Linked DNA regions of Rattus norvegicus: region 2 is linked to region 1. Evidence: chromatin contacts called from public Hi-C data. All regions are on one chromosome and are shown on one strand. The core of a region is the stretch at or near the end of the contact, and the rest is flanking DNA. Distances in the headings are between cores, read along the strand shown.

Region 1 (3,616 bases), core at 645-3,144:
CAGGCTAACAGTGAAGCTCGAGGGTTTCTCATTTGCCCTGGGTGCAGTAGCCAGCAACTGAAACAGGAGAGAGGAGTGGGTTTGACAACAGGGTGTGGGGCTATCAGAGCTCAGGGACTGGAGCCACCTGGTGACAACAGAACAGGCTTCTGAGTTGCGAGGATGGAAACCATGACATGGACACAGTTATTCCCACAGGTACTGCGGGTAGAGACACAGAGAGACACCCTGGCTCTGCCTCCACGACAACCTTCACCAGGGCTTACTCCGGTGCCAGAGGACAATGCGGCCTAGGAGCAGGGGCGAAGCATGGAATAGACAGGTCTAATGGACACAGCTGTGCTTAAACAGCCCAAGAATGCAGCAGGAAAGAAACCGGCAAGAAGCATAAACACTCTGTGAATAAAATTGAACAATTTAAAGCATGAGTCTACGTACAGCCAGCGAAACGGCAAGTGATCGCGTATGCTCTAGCTGCGCTAAGCAGGGGTGTGGGGTGGCATCGCGCTCTCACACTCACTGGGTCTTCACAAGCACAGGCTTCCGTTACTGCTCAGCTCAAAACCCGAGGTCTAAAGAGACAAGGCTTCCAGGCATGGTGGCTCACGGCTTTGATCCAGCATTGGTGGGACAATTTATGGACAGCCTCAGATATGCAGCAAGCAAGACCCTGTTCTTAAAAAACAGGAAATAACTTAAAAATAAAACTATGATTGGGGGGCTGGGGATTTAGCTCAGTGGTAGAGCGCTTACCGGGGTTCGGTCCCCAGCTCCGAAAAAAAGAACCAAAAAAAAAAAAAAAAAAAAAAAAAAACTATGATTGGGATTACAGCTTAGTGGTGAGCGCTTGCCTAGCCTAAGAGAGGGTCTGGGTCCATTCCTACTGCCAAAAATACATAAGAGCCAGGAGCTAAAGGTTTCCCATTATTCTCTCTTAAATACATTTTTAAAAATCTAATACTTCAAAAGTGTGTCTATCCTGCCACAAAAACCTGTTTATTTGACAGTGCTTAAATGGGTAGAATTTCATTACCCAAATTTTATTTATTCAGCTCAAACTGCTCTACAATTTCACATGCAAGTCAACAAAGGAGGAGCTAGAACACAGATTCTTCTCAGGAGTCCTATGCTGACTTCTACTCATGAAGCAGAGGGAGGGGCAGGGAAGGGGAAGGAAAGGAAAACAGAAAATAAAACTAGATTCCCAAAGATGGGCAGCCACAGTTGAGCTTCCCAGAGACAAACACAGCACGGCTCCTCTCTGGTCTTCCTATTTTAAAAACCTCTTACATTACAGACCCTGAGGAGGAGATATGATTTGTTCTTTCAGTACAGACTACGAACACATTTAGTCCTTCCACCCTCCAACAAAACTTCTTTGAGGACATTAGAGCCCTTAATGGCTTGAGAGAGGATCTGGGGTTGAGACCCGGCTTTGCTTTTAGCCGCCTGTTTGGCATTACATAGGCCAAGGATCTTCTCTGTGCCCGTTTTCTCATTTCCTTCTGACATGATGTAATGCCATGACTGCATGGGATCCACACTCCTTTCAGCCCTGAGTAGACTGATCCCACACAAAGACAACAAAGACCCTTTACAGATCCAGATCACCGGTCTGTCTTTTCCTTGACATGGCCCAGATGTCTATTTGTGAGACTGCCTACCAGAATTAAAAGCACAATCTATGGTCGTGGCAGAGAAAGAGTCTGACCTCATTCCTCACTCAGTTGACTGTGATCTCATCCAGCGACTCTTACGCTGGGTCGAGGGTGGTCTGACTGCAGAACACGCTCAACTCTTCTCCTTTCCTGTGACCACACCTTCTGCCATGTAACCTTCAGGTGCCATCCTCTGCTGTCACAGGCCACACCTGCCGTTAGCCAAGAAGACATTATCGAACAGGATGTAAAGTAGCAAAGGCTGTGGAAGTCCTCATACAGCGGCCTTGTCCCCTTCTGTTCTTGCTCCTGTGCCATACCTAAGCAAACATGCCAGACCGAGCATGCTCGAAGGTGAAGGACACACATTGCAGAAATATGTCGCCTTGGTCTTACTGGCTAAAGTCATCCTAACTCACCAACATAGACACATAGGCCAATCCAGCTGAGGGCAGAACTGTTTGCCCAGTCCGCAGGAGACCATAGACACTGCTGTCAGCTGAAGTCAGCTAAGACCAGATGAAGAGCAAGTGAACCTCTAAACGTTTAGGATGGGTACATTTTTAAAAAAAATAGGTATCTTCAGAGCCGGAAAAATGGCTCAGCAGTTAAAAGGACTTACTGTTCTTTTTGTATGCCAGGGCTCAGCTGCTAGCACCTACATGGAGACTCACAACCATCGATAATTCGTGCAAGGAGATTCAGCCCCTCCTTCTGATTCCCATGGGCACCAGGCAGGCACACGGTGAATATACATACATACAACATACGTAAATGCACGTAAAAACACTTGTAGTCAAAATGAAGTAAGTCCAATTTGGTTTTGCAAAATAGGGTTTACCCTGGCTGCCCTGGAACTTGCTCTGTAGACCAGGATGGCCTCAAACTTGGGGATCTTCCTGCTTCTGCCTCCCGAATGCTGGTACTAAAGGCATGGGCCATCATGCCAAGTTAATTTTTTAACTTTGCAAAGACTTTTTCAATTTTATGTTTACTTATATGTAGAGAGGGTGTCACGGGCCTTAGATCCACTGGAGTTAGAGGCAGAGGCAGTTGTGAGCTACCTACTGTGAGGACCGGAAACTGAGCGTCCGTCCTCTGCCAGGGCAGTATGCTATGCACTCTTAACCACTGAGCCAGCTCTCAAGGCAACACACCACCGATGCTTACATGCTTGCCTTCCCCTGAAGTTCTGTGCTTGCTTGTTATGCGGCTTACCGTGGCAATACACGATGGACACCATTCCTGCGGATGCAGACAGCCCAACTGTAAGGATTGTTTCTAGAACTATACTTCGGAGTAATGTCACCCTGCACACGCTTTAAATCCATCAGCACCTTCAAGTCTCTCAACGTTCCAGGATGAAGAAACTGGCTGAACTTCATCTAACTCATATTTTATACAACTGGTTGTACCACAGACCTCCAAGTTCAAGCCCCAATCAAATCACCCCCAGCGTTAGAGCCCAAGTCTAGGCTGAATAGTCTATGCAACCTCTCCGCTAGCTAGACTGTGTGTGTGTGTGTGTGTGTGTGTGTGTGTGTGTGTGTGTGTGTGTGTGTGGTTTTAAAAATGAAAGATAATATTGCAACATGAGTGAAGAATTATATTAGCTCAATCTTCAGTCTGGCACAGCAGCCTCTTCTTGACTTCTTCTTCCTCTTTTCCTATACACATTGTGGACAAAACCACTTTCCTTTCAGCTTTGTGGTGAGATCCACGAAGGCAAAGTGAAACCACTCAATGGGACAATCCGGATTGCCGCAGCCAGTCATCTCCCCATAGGACACCTGGTGGCACAAGCAGTATGTAGGCTCATTTGGATCCACAGGCATGTGCAGGACATCAAAGGGGTGAACGGATAGGATACTGTCGACAAACACAGACCTACTCTTATGCTTCTTTTCCTTTGGGGTGTCCTCTTCTGATGTCCTCCGGCCTTGGGCCCAAGAGCTTCC
Region 2 (3,616 bases), core at 783-3,282, 190 kb before region 1:
CACTCCATGGGTTTACAAGGAAAAGTGAAGACAGATTAAGCATGACGGGAAGGAACTTTGGGTCTGTAAAAGGGCATTTTTCTAGAAAAGGTTAGTCCATGAACTGAGGCCAACACTGGCCCTGGATCTAAGGTCTGATGCTAACGAATGCCATAAAAGAATGGCACATTGTTGACATGCTTTGCAGCCAACTGGTGCTTGGGAAGAAACAGACCTAAGGCTCCTCCCCAGCCCACTCTTTACCTCCTTGGGGTTGTAGCCACTGCCAAGAGGAGAAAGAGATTTTGGAATAAGAAGTAACACGAATGTGAACGCCACTGTTGTTGATCCTAGGCTTCCTTAAATTCAAATTGAACGGAGCTAAAATCGGATGTCTCAGTTGACATTCCAGTGCTCCAAGGCCATGACGAGAACTCTAGGCAGTGTCCTGAGAGTGCCCAGGAGAAACACCCTTGTCATCCCGGAAGTTCCTGTTACGCAGCACGGCCCAATAGCACCAGGCTTCAAATCATTAGACAAGAGATTCCATCTCTGAAAACCCTGACCTCTATAACGGCGTGGTTTGGGTCTTGCTATTTGATGTCTTCTCATGTTAATTTTGGTAAAAACACACAGAACAGAAATGTTTCCGTCTCAGGGGCTTTAGCTGATCCTGCATGTCCTGCACCCATCACCCCATCTGTGCCTCTCCCTCTGACCCTCACTGGTTTGTTTCCTGGGTCTATGTTTTCTATTATGTTAAGTATCTCGAGCAAGAATAATCACACAGGATTTACCATGTTCTGACTGGCTTACTTCTCTAGGCATAAGGTTTTCATTTAACATGTCCAATTCTGCCTTGTTAAGGTGGAATTCAATTGTGTGGGCATGCCACGGCCCATCCATCCATTTCTTCTCTCCATGGACACCCGAGCTCCTTCGTTCTGGATACTGTAAATAACTGATACAAATTATTTTGCATAAATGCCCGCAGGCAGGACCACAGGACCACATGAGGATGCTTTCAACTTTTAAAGAAAATGCCGTTCTGCTTTCTGTGACAGCTCTGTCATCTTGCAAGTCTACCAACAGGGCTGAGGGTGCTAACTTCTACATCCTCACTGGGGCCATCCTGTTGGGTGTGAGGCTAATGGCTTTTATTGCCTTGGAGAGGTCCAGACATTGCTAACAGCTTTCTGACTGAAGAACTCTGAGAGGCACCTTTCCTTTTGCAGCTAGCAAAGGCCATTTTCTGAGAACCGCAAATAGCATCAAAGGCTTCAACAAACAGGTGAGGTCTGGGTACAGAGAGAGAAGCAAGAAACGAAATAGCAGCTTTAAAGAATTGCTTCATTTCTCATTACCAGACCTCTCTTCCTCTGTCAGGCTAAATATGGACTTGGCTCCCCGGAGATTATTGAATATCCTGTTACTGGCCTAACAAACCACAGCCCCACAGTTTCCCAGGAGCAGACAGAAAAAGCACAAATAATTTGGATGGCATTAACTGTGGGTATTTTTCTCAACCTGAAGGTTTGAGATATGTTCCAAAACACAGAACAAAGTCCACAGTTTCCTAGGGCACAGGAGGAGTGCCCGGTACAGAGAAACAACAGTTTTAGTTGTTTCTAGAAATAATCACCAGACACTGGGGGAGGGGAGGTATTTAGGTGGGTTTTTTTTGTTTGTTTGTTTGTTTTACTTTTGTTTTGCTTTGTTTTTATTTTTCTGTTTTGGTTTTTAAATAGCATTGGGGAAGACTCTTGTTCATTAGAATGCAAAGGTGACCTCCTTTGATATCACCACTCATGACAGAACACACCCGTTGCCAATGCCACCGCCGTCCCCAGGGCTAGCTCAGCACTGGGAGGGAGGCTGTGATGTGGGCAAAGGGCCTTAGAGTCACAGAGCAGCTTGCTTGGGGCAGGTCCCCATGTTGGGAGGTTTTCCCCCAATGGCTTATTCCATGCTCCCTGTGCAGTGAGGAACGCCTTTCAGATCTGCCCCAGTTCCCCTCAGGCCAGAGCACAGAGCATGAGTGCATCTCATGGTTCTTTGCAAACGGTAGGTAGCTCAGGGGCCAGCAGGTGTCAGTACAGTCCCATTGATTCTCTGATTATTTCCAGATTAACCGTTTTTAATGTGGCGACTTAAGATAAACCCGTTTGAAGTGCTGTCGATTAACTTGAATAATTTAGCAGCATGACACCCTTCGAGGTGTATCTCTGAGCCATCGGACAACAGATACGCCTTGGTGGGGACTTGGGCTTGCCCCAAGTGGGCACTTTCTGGTCCTGCTGTTCTGAGTGGACACACACAGCAGGGGCACCAGGCAACTTCACCAAAACAGGAAATAGCACTTGAATACAGAGAGGCCTGGCTTCCCCACTAAAGTCTCACCTTTCTTTTATATTTTAGTTGTATTTATTTTATTTGTGCTGAATATTGAAGCCAAAGCCAGGAGCATATTAAATATACATATTAGCACTGATAACCACTTTATTCTCTTACTCTTTAATCCTTTCTAATACGTTATAAATTAACTTGACCTATTGTATCCCTTCTCAGGAAAATGGAATCCTTGAGGAGTCTTGTGTAGGATTTCCTGGGCATTTGGGAGAGGGAGAGGGGACACTGGGCCTGGCTTCTATCACTCCTTGACCTGATTTTCTTCATGCAGACAGCCAGACATCAAGCATCCAGCTCCTGGCAAATGTCTGGGCCTTCCTCATTATGCGTCTGGCTGCTATAGAACTCTGGAAAACAGTCACAAACAAGAGAACCCCTCCTCATTCAGAGGATACAGAAACACACAATAACTGGACTAAACCCACAAGAATTTAGACTGAGTAGATACAGCAACGATTTTCCTTTAAAACAATGCTTCTCAACCTTCCTGATGCTGCAGTCCTTTAACACAGTTCCTCATGTTGTGGCCACCCCAACCATAAAATTATTTCGTTGCTACTTCAGAACTGTTATTAATCATAATGTAAATGTCTGTGTTTGTCTACTTAATCCTGTGAAAGGGTTGCTCGACCCCCAAAAGGGTCATGACACACAGGTTGAGAGCCACTATTTTACAAGGTGGTTACCTCAAGTTCAAGGTGAGATGGATCTACAAAGCTCCAGGACAGCCTGTGGTTTAGCTTCCTCCTCCCTTTTCCATGTCCCAGATCCCAGTCCAGCTCCTTCTAGAGTCCCCAAACCTCCTTATTCACCAGAGGAAACCACCCACAGAATTTCACTTCATTCTTCTGTCCCTGCCTTATATACTGTGGGGGTCCCACAGACTTGCTAGTTAAAGTAGCCAGGAGTGCCAGCCTGGGTTAAACCTTAAGAGCCTCCCATCCCTGGTTTCCCTCTCTTCCTCCTTTCTTCCTTCTTTCCCCTTCCCTCTCCTTTCATTCCCTCCTTTCAGGAACAGCAGCAAGATAACTTGGAAGTTATTTAAATGTAAATGATCATGATCATGTCCAACCTCTTGACTCAGTACACAGGCATGAGGACTCAGAAGATGGAGAACGGAAATCTATTTCTTTTTAATTTGGGGGGAGAGAGCCATAAATGGAAGATGGGGGCTTTGCCACTGACCTACAGCCTCATCCCTCAGCAATGTGTTTCTCTCTCTCTCTGT

What was found. Hi-C and Micro-C count contacts between places; a contact is called where the count stands out from the background.
Region 2: a contact with region 1 is called in a Hi-C map of frontal cortex, with 2.7 times the contacts expected there. The contact joins two enhancer-like sites.

Annotation. Positions count from the first base shown.
Region 1 is chr3:143,498,494-143,502,109 of GRCr8, reverse strand. The region is part of intron 2 of Plcb4 (phospholipase C, beta 4); the gene reads right to left. Among named protein-coding and RNA genes, the nearest start is that of Plcb4, 94 kb to the right of the region's middle. Within about 2 kb of position 1,894, at least 3 of the 93 cell types and tissues checked have an H3K27ac peak or open chromatin away from gene starts, as enhancers often do.
Region 2 is chr3:143,686,872-143,690,487 of GRCr8, reverse strand. All of the region lies in intron 7 of Plcb4 (phospholipase C, beta 4), which reads right to left. Among named protein-coding and RNA genes, the nearest start is that of Lamp5, 140 kb to the left of the region's middle. Within about 2 kb of position 2,032, at least 31 of the 93 cell types and tissues checked have an H3K27ac peak or open chromatin away from gene starts, as enhancers often do.